3 separate regions of the Rattus norvegicus genome follow, and all the other regions are linked to region 1. The links are chromatin contacts, called in public Hi-C maps. All regions are on one chromosome and are shown on one strand. Each heading gives the region's core, a stretch centred on a gene start, on an enhancer-like site or on the middle of the called end of the contact. The rest is flanking DNA. Distances are from core to core; before and after follow the strand shown.

What was found. Hi-C and Micro-C count contacts between places; a contact is called where the count stands out from the background.
Region 2: a contact with region 1 is called in a Hi-C map of the A7r5 cell line, with 5 times the contacts expected there. The contact joins the enhancer-like site here to the promoter of Fgf7 in region 1. A contact is called at or near these places in 4 of 12 Hi-C or Micro-C datasets (the A7r5 cell line, the Rat2 cell line, Schwann cells and 1 more).
Region 3: a Hi-C map of Schwann cells shows a contact between it and region 1, with 7 times the contacts expected there. The contact joins the promoter of Cops2 here to the promoter of Fgf7 in region 1.

The regions. Positions count from the first base shown.
Region 1 is chr3:133,734,208-133,737,225 of GRCr8, forward strand. It overlaps Fgf7 (fibroblast growth factor 7), which reads left to right and starts at 1,420. Exons shown (of 3, transcript NM_022182.1): 1 at 1,420-1,813. The coding sequence starts at 1,528. All of the region lies in intron 11 of Fam227b (family with sequence similarity 227, member B), which reads right to left.
Region 2 is chr3:133,925,122-133,928,139 of GRCr8, forward strand. No RefSeq gene overlaps it. Among named protein-coding and RNA genes, the nearest start is that of Dtwd1, 81 kb to the left of the region's middle. Within about 2 kb of position 1,545, at least 1 of the 93 cell types and tissues checked has an H3K27ac peak or open chromatin away from gene starts, as enhancers often do.
Region 3 is chr3:133,562,078-133,565,095 of GRCr8, forward strand. It overlaps Cops2 (COP9 signalosome subunit 2), which reads right to left and starts at 1,416. Exons shown (of 13, transcript NM_153297.2): 1 at 1,213-1,416. The coding sequence starts at 1,266. It also overlaps a transcript of Galk2 not described here.

The DNA of each region.
Region 1 (3,018 bases), core at 170-2,669:
CAGTCTAATAAGAAACTAAGACTCACACACAATGGTGCACTATCTGAGAAAAGGTATGTTCTTGCCTAGGAATACCTACTCTCAGCCCTGAGCCTGCTGCTCTAGTACTCTGAGTATGAAGGAATATGAACTTACCTCCCCAGTGTATTGTAAAGACCATCTAACTATTGAAAGCCCTTCTATATGTTCTAGGAAATGTTTTTCACAGACTGTACAGCTTCTGTGCTTAAAAGGGCTAACACTTCCCTTTCTCTATGTAAGTGCTTGAGAATCAGAGGTCTGTTTCCACAGAGCGGATGCCCACTTGTGGATTTAAACCAAAGCCGTGTCCATAGCTCCCCCTTATGACCACTCAACGGTACACAAGCCTTCATCTATTCCTGCTGTTTCAGACAACGAACAGCTCACTGGTTAAGCTTTAATTGCTTCCAATGAGGTCAGCAAAGGTATTTATTGAAAATCTCTGAATAAAAGGGTCCACGCACTCACACAAGCGCACGCGCTCACACACGGAGAAAATCCTTTTGCCTGTTGATTTATGGAAACAATTATGATTCTGCTGGAGGACTTCTCAGCTGAGAAATAGTTTGTAGCTACAGTAGAGGCTCAAGTTGCACCAGGCAGACAGCAGACACGGAACTCTTGTGTACCCAGCTGTTCCAAACAGAACAAGTAAGTTACTGTTATTTGTCTTTTAAACAATGCTGAATCTTTTCTGAAAGATTTTCTCTCTCTATGGTTAGAGTACTGAGGGAGGGGTGGCTTTTTAGCTGTGTAAATATCTACAGAAATTGTGCTGTAGTACGTATGGAAAGAGACGCTTGAAGTTCTCCAGGGCAATCCTGACACTTAACTTGAAAAATCTGGGCAGTTTCAGAGAAAATAATTATTAAGCACAAATGTAAAAGCGTATACTCATGGATCCCAAGGAGAGTGTTTCAACTTTGTCGATAGTGGCTGTAAAACTCGATTTAACCCAATAGCTGTAAGTACACGGTGTTTCCTAACAAGATAGCAACTGGAATGAATGGTGCCGTTTTCTTGTGATGTCTCTCCACTAATGCATAGCTCTTCTGACTCTACGTGCAAAGTGGCAAAGATGTTGACATCTTCTGTGGAAGCTGTTTTAAATGAGCTTTCGACATTTGGTCACACTGAGATGTTAGACTATTTACCTACTGAAATTTATACATACATTTCTTTTTTTATCTCCCTTTCTCCTCCCCCTCCCCATTCCTAATCTTTCATTGCGAACAGAAGTCAAGCAGCAAATGCACGGCAGCAACTGGCCTTGTTCCGACCGGTTTCTACAAGGATATACCCATCAACTGTGCTCCTGAAGAAGGAATCCTCTTATTGGCATCAGAAGCTAAAAGATAAGGTTAACAGTTTGGAAAGAGCGAGGACCTTTTCTCAAATCAATCTCCAGTTCACAGACAGGAGGAGGCCCATGACCTAGGAGTAGCGATCAACTCAAGGTCCAGTTCTCATTATGTTATTCATGGACACCCGGGGCACTGCTCTATAATGCGCAAATGGATACTGACACGGATCCTGCCGACTCCGCTCTACAGATCGTGCTTCCACCTCGTCTGTCTTGTGGGCACCATATCTTTAGCTTGCAATGACATGAGTCCAGAGCAGACGGCCACGAGCGTGAACTGTTCTAGCCCCGAGCGACACACGAGAAGTTATGACTACATGGAAGGAGGGGATATAAGGGTGAGGAGACTGTTCTGTCGCACCCAGTGGTACCTGAGGATTGACAAACGAGGCAAAGTGAAAGGGACCCAGGAGATGAGGAACAGCTACAGTAAGTGATGCTTTTACCACAACCCTGCTTAGCTCTTTATGGTTTGTTTAAGGTTCACTCTCTGGTGCCATGTTCTCCTTTCCGATGGGGGCAAAAACCAGTGTAAAATATCAAGTCCTAATTTTTCTACCTCGGGATTTCTGCACTAAATCCCTAAAATTTCTCTGGTAATAGGGCAAGTGTACTCACCTTATGGTTGGAACTGATAGCACGAGCCAGTTAGAAAATATACTATGGTTTAAAACCAAAATACTCTTTAGTAAGAAAACATTTCAGTGAGTAAGTACTCAAGAGGACGTGTGATTGTTTTCTTAGCAAAGCTCAGTGGCAGTTTGCATAGAGTTCTCAGAAGGTTCAGGAAACTACCAGCCATTAGTTGAGGAGCAGAGGATGTATCTGTCTTTATCAGTTGAGTTGCCTTTGAAAGGGCTCTTCCATGGTACTAACCGGTTAAGAATCTGCATTCTGAGCATCGACAATTGTGTGCTTCTAAAACAGAAGGGAGTCGGTAATGCCTCAACCATCTTTGGTCTAGTGATTTGTACTCCTTAACTCCCCACCCAGGAGGGACCGGATCTTCCTAACGGTTTCTTTATCAAGGGTCTCTGTCGTGCAGGTCTCTGTTGCTAATTTAAGAGGGACATAACTCTGAGGACTGTGAGCTGAATTGGAAGACAGGTTGTGTCTGAGATTTTCACCTGGAGCACTCCCCTTTCCCCTCAAAATCCACTTGCTCTTTTACCTTAAAACATCAGGGCTTGGATTTTCATTTAGGTTACATTTAGTTACCAATCTTAGTAGTATTAAATTAAATGACATAGAGCACACACTCAACATTTACCTTAGGTATTTAAAACCCACACATGGAAATGGGTTTGCTGGCATTAATATCGTGTGGGTGGCGTTGACACTGTTTGCTGTATTGATAGCATATGTGCCAGTATAGGTGGAGAAGGATGCATGGAGACAATAGTGTAGCTGGGTGTCTGTGTCAGGGACACCCCAAGTTGTCCTTATCTGTTCCTGAAGTACCTTTTTGTCTCTAAACTCATTGACCAGTAAATAAGAGTTTGATGACTCTGTTTCCAAAATGACAATGAGGGACCTTCGTTTCAGCCATAGCTCATACCAACTGAGTAAAGAAACATGCTTGCTCTGGAGGACTGATTCCAGGGGGTTCAGCTCAACAAATGGCCACTGGAGGA
Region 2 (3,018 bases), core at 295-2,794, 190 kb after region 1:
GGCAGAAGTGGCACACACACCTTAGCAATAACCAACACTTCTGCAGTTGAACTTAGGGCCACTCAATAAGAGGGGAATCATGCCTGGCACTAGAACCTAGCCAACTACCATAGGCTAGTAAAGTCATATATCCAGGAGAGGAATTTACAGCCATCCCTTTACTAAACCATCATAATCTCTAATTACACTCTAAATATTTATCGTATACCCACAGATAAGTGTCATTCTCTCCCTTTACAGCAATCTGAGACCATTGTAAAACAAACAAATGTACTGGTCAAAATGCAGAGTTGCAGAACCCACTCCCAACTGATATATCTACAATACCCAAGGCTCAAGGATCACTGTGGAAGAGAGGGCTGGAAAGACTGTGAGAGCCAAAGGAAAAGGAAGTTTAGTATGAGAGTATATCACCTAGAAATGTCAGAGGAGCCACCTAAGTAAAGTCTCACCAACAGGGCTGCCTAAACGTCATCTGAACAAGGATGACACTAATAGTCATGCTACTGTGGAAGGAGTAAATCTCAAGAGGCCTCAGCCCTGGAAAAGAACTACAGGCAACTAAGGAATGTTGAGGGCAGGAGAAAGTCTTTCATGAGGAATAACACATCAGTTGGTTACCCAATACCAATCAGTTCTGAAAACATAGACATACAAGTAACATTGTGCAGAATGAGAATGAACAGGTTGCATATAAATGTGTACACACACACACACACACACACACACACACACACTCACACAGAAAGGAAAACATACCATCAATTTGAATGAGAGCAGGGGTTAGATACATGGCAGAGTCTATAGAGAGGAAAATAAACAAAGGGAAATGGTATAATTATAATCTCAAAAACAAGTTAAAAATCCTGAAGAAACTCAGAATAGAAAGAACATATCTTAAAACACACACACACACACACACACACACACACACAGACAGAGAGAGAGAACATATCTCAACATAATAAAGACTATACAACAAGCCTATAGTATGTTAAATAGGAAAAACAAAAAGTATTTATAATCCATAAGGCCTGTGTCCACTGTCTCCACTCTTATTATTCAAGACAGTGCTGAGAGTCTTCACTAGAGCGATAAGACAAGAGAAGTAAATCAAGGGGATGCAAATAGGAAAGGAAGAAGACACAGTTTCTCTATTTGCAGATGACATGATTCCAGGCCCCACCCCTTGCTAAGGAGACATTGGCAATTGATAGTTGCCAAGGGAGGAAGAATCATTCTCTTTGGATGACGTGGTCACTGGTAGAATTCCCAGTGAATAGCCCCACCCATGCACAGATGGCCAGCACTAACTGGACTTAGTGGATTACATTTTATCAAGTCATGAATCTGGGAGTGGGGAAGCTGGAAAGGTGCTATATTCTAGGTGGGACATACTACTATTGTTTTGTTAAGTGGAACACATTGGCCAAAATATCTAATGTTTATGATTATGCTGCTATATCAATGCTGCTGTCATCCTTGGTCAGAGAACAGCCTTTTAGGTAGGCAGTGGTTAGCACAAAAACACACAACTATAAATATATCTATATATCAACATTGATACAGAGATAGATAGATCGATCAATCATTAGACAGACAGACAGACAGACAGACAGACAGGCAGATAGATAGATAGATAGATAGATAGATAGATAGATAGATAGATAGATAGATAGATAGATTGATTGATTTTTTTAAAAGGAGTTCTTGTGAACTCTTTGTCCAGTAATTATATACATCTGTTTCTTTGGGGTTGGCTTCTGGGGATTTAATATGTTTCTCTCTTAGGCCAAGTTACCATATCTGTTTCTCTTTCTAAAAACTCTCGTTTCTTAGAGTTTGTACTTCTGATAAAATAGTTACTGATAAAATGGCTTCCTGCAGGAGATGACTCTCATCCTTGAGACTAGCTAAGAGATTATCATCCTGAAGCTGGTAGTTAAGAGCTGCAAAGTCTTGGTTGTCATGCTGATTTTTCAAGTTGGTCTGTTTCTTTTTCATGGATTCTCAATCTCTTGCTCCCCCTTGTGTCTCTTGAGGTTCTGCAGGGGTTTTCATTATGGAATAGCAAACTTTCTTGCTCTCCCTTGTTCTCAGTGATAATCATGCTTCTAATTTAAGTCAGTTTACTATCACTGGCTAATGTCAAGCTAGAGAAATAAAAGCCCTTTGTGTGGGCCTCCAAAGAGTCAGAATGACAGGCCTACGCTCTGATCCCTTCCCTCCCTCCTGATGGAGAAGCAACATGCTGAACCATGTATTACCCTACTATTTTTTATCTTATGTACCCCCTTATATCTGTATGCCTCTTCTTCAGCACTCCAATGATGCACAATTAAATTAGTTCCACAGAAATCCTCCAAAAGTCAAAATCCTGACCCGATGCTGCCAAGACATTGCCGTTCCAGTGCTGATCTCTGCTGGTTTGGGGGATGGAACACCGTTTAAGCCATTTCAGTGTAGCTGTTCTCGTACCCATGCTTTCTCTGGGTACTACAAATCTTCAGATTCTAGAATTCCCATAAAAGTACCTTCACCCATGTATCACAAAGTCAGTATTTCAGGGAGACCATGAACTGGCCATTACGAGCCTGTCATTTTTACTGACATTTGTGTGTGTGTGTGTGTGTGTGTGTGTGTGTGTGTGTGTGTGTGTGTGTGTGTATTAAAGACTCCAAACTGCAAGTATGTATCCTACTAATGACGATGAAAGCAAAGGATTATTGGAACCCATTAAGTTCTTGCTTCTAGGAATGTTCAGGAAGAGGGGTAAAAGCAGAATTGGCCACCAAACTTCAGCATTGAACAACAGACTATGAATGGGAAGTCTATGTGACGTAGTAATACAGCTTACCAAAACCAAACCAAACCAAAATAAGACAACAACAACAACAACAACAACAACAACAACAACAACACACCCCCAGGAAGGACCCACCCTTGGACTGCTGCAGAAAGTCAGTGTCCTTGTCCGTCCTGATGGCACGACCTGACAACTAAAGTGACATTGTGGAT
Region 3 (3,018 bases), core at 166-2,665, 170 kb before region 1:
AATAAGAGAGAAAAGTTTAGTATCTGCTTACAACTACCTTGGGTTTGAACAAATATAACAAAATTCTCTATTTAAATTACCAAGCATCTACTATGACTCCCCAGTCATAGCACTTCCTTCTTCCTTTTGCAAAACATGCCTTTCTGTAAAATGAAAACCTTTAAAAAAAATTGGAAACGATTTACAGATTCACCTATATGAAGAAGTTACACAGTAACTCAAAATCAAAATACTAATTCTTTGAGAATATGACACCTAAAAGATGAACCAGAGCTCTCAAAGCATGTACTCCACAACTTCACCAAAATGCAGTATCACTGAAATTTCCTAAGGACCGAACAGATGCTTCCCAATTAGGAAACAAAACTGACACTAATTTGGGGAATCAAGATCATCTATTCTTAGTTCTTACACAGGTGTGCGTTTTTTGACTATCAACATAAAACATGAGGTCCAGTTTAAGACCTGTAAATCCATTCACAAATTAAACCTTAAATTAAAAAGGAATCACCAAACTAGGCAAGTTTACTTTTATGCCATTGACAATTCAAACAACGATGCTGGGAAATTTCTTAAATCAAGGAAAAAGATCATTGGTTCTAATTCCCTTAACTCTTACCTCTCCCCGGCCCAACCAAACAAAAAGCAAATCCTTTTTCCCAGCTTGACATTTTTTTTAGAGAACAGGACGAGCAGTTTTAACTACTTTACCCCACTCCCCACCCCCCATTCTTGCTCTGAGCCTTAACCTGGGACCCAAACTGACCCTGGGCGAGATTCTTAAGCTGTTTTGGGGGAGACTCCCGAGTTTTGCAGTAGGATCTGGGAGCAGGACGGACCCTCCGCCTCCCGCACCCCTCAGTTTTCACTCTCCAAGCATCTGGCACCGGCTGAGGTCAGAGTGAAGAAGATATGGGCCCGGTAGGGCCCAGACTTAAGCGCCGGGCAGTGGCGGCTCGGCGGCGGGCAGAGAGAAGATGAGAACCGGCCGCGGCCGGCCTCCTGCGCTATCCCAGGGCCCAGCGGCCTGGGCTGACCCGCCGCCTCTCTCCCTCTCTTCCCAGGCCCCGCAGGCCCGCGACGCCGGGCGAGGAGGGAACCCTGCAGCGTGGAACCGGGCCAACGCGCCCCCGGGGGAGAAGCTGCAGCCTCTCGGCCTCGGCACCACCGCCACATCCTACTTCCAGCCCCGGCCCGCTCCCTGCGTCTCACCAGGTCGTAGTCCTCCTCATCATCGCACATGAAATCATCCTCCATGTCAGACATCTTGGCCGGAGGGGGGAGGGGGAGAGGAGAAATTAGAGACAGCCTCCTCCCACAGTGCTCCGCGGCCCAGAAGCGTCACTCCCGATTCTCCTAGTCTTCCGGTCTCTCCTGGAGAAGAGAGAGCTCATTCCGGAACCAATGCGCTCGACCCTGAGACGATTTACTACGGCGCCCAAAGGGAGCGCACAGTCGGCTCTTCCTGCGCGACAGTTGGTGTCTTAGCAACTAAGCGTAGCAACTGGGAAATCGGGCGCTGCGGGTCCTTCCTATCTGAGGGGCTTCGGAAACCTTCTAGCAGTATCCAGCGTCCTAGGTGAGGGAACTGTCTCCTTCCTTGCCTGGGACTCTGGAACCGTCTCTTTCTAATGAAACATGCCCGACCTATATGACAGGTAGCGTGCCTCTGCCATTGTTATCTATATGTTTTTATTCTACACCTTGCGGTGGGTATATTTACAGCAACACAATTGTCACGTAAAGTTATGTTTGTAGTTAGCAAAAACAGTTCTGTGGATATCCCAGTTTAGGTATGCACTAACCAATTGTTCAGTTATTTAAGGAATCACAAACGTGCATTTACTGCTTTTAGGATGAAATGGAATTAACAGTTGCTGATAGTTTTTTTTTTTTTTTAAAGCATTGTTGCAGAAAACCAGTAGAGTTCAAAGTGAAGAAAAATGTGGAAATAAGGCAACCCCCAACCCCTTTTGGAGAAAGCCTCCAAATTCTGTACACAAATACTGTAAAGTTATAAAGTTGATATATCTTAGAATTTTGGCCTCGATTGTTACCTATACAGATGAGTTAAACATGCCCAAATCACCAAAGGTTCAAACAAACAAACAACTCCAAACAAACGAAACAAAACTACCCAACTTTTTCTTCATCTCATACAGTTGATGTCAAGCACAATTCAGCATTAACATTCACACCTTCGTGTTGAATCCTTACAGACCCAGCTTGGCTGTGCTCCATTGACTTCTGGAGTTGTGCCTGATGTCATTACCACCATTTTTTTCCTCTGAGTCATTTGGGAACGGGATAATCTTGCTTTTGTTTTTAAGTCAGGAATTGCTTGGTTCTGAAAATCTTGTCAGAAGACATATTAAGCCCAATGATTGTATTATTTTTATATTGAACACACCGTGAACACAATTTATAGCTGTACATTCAGAATGTTAGATAAGTCTTCAGATAATTTTGTAGTGAATATCATTAGCATTGCTTTGTTGTTGTTTGTTTGTTTGTTTGTTGAGCTGGGGAAAGAACTTGGCCTTGTGTGTGTTAGGTAAATGCTCTATTGCTGGGCTTTCTTCTAGTCTAATTGTTTCTTAGGAAAATAATGCAAAAAGGAATTCCTCATAGCTTAAAGAAGTAATCATTCAAAGAAACATCTTTTTGGTCACAGGTTTTCTAACAATAATATCACCTTACTTATAATCACACAGTTTTACTATTAGCCTTTTCTACCAACACTTTATCGTGAGAAATTTTGAATTTAAATACATATTGAAAGGATAGTACCATCTTGGACACAAGTATACCAACTAACAGTTTTAATGTTGTGTATTTCCTGGGTCAACTGAAAGATGCATACAAAACATATGTGCAGCAATGTGTATTTCCTAAAATTGAAGACGTTTACTTATGCAAGCATAGCATAATCATTACATATGAGACAGACGATCCCCTGAAATCATTTAATTTCTAATCCATGTTCAAAATTCCTCTACTGGATACAAAAGTTTAGTT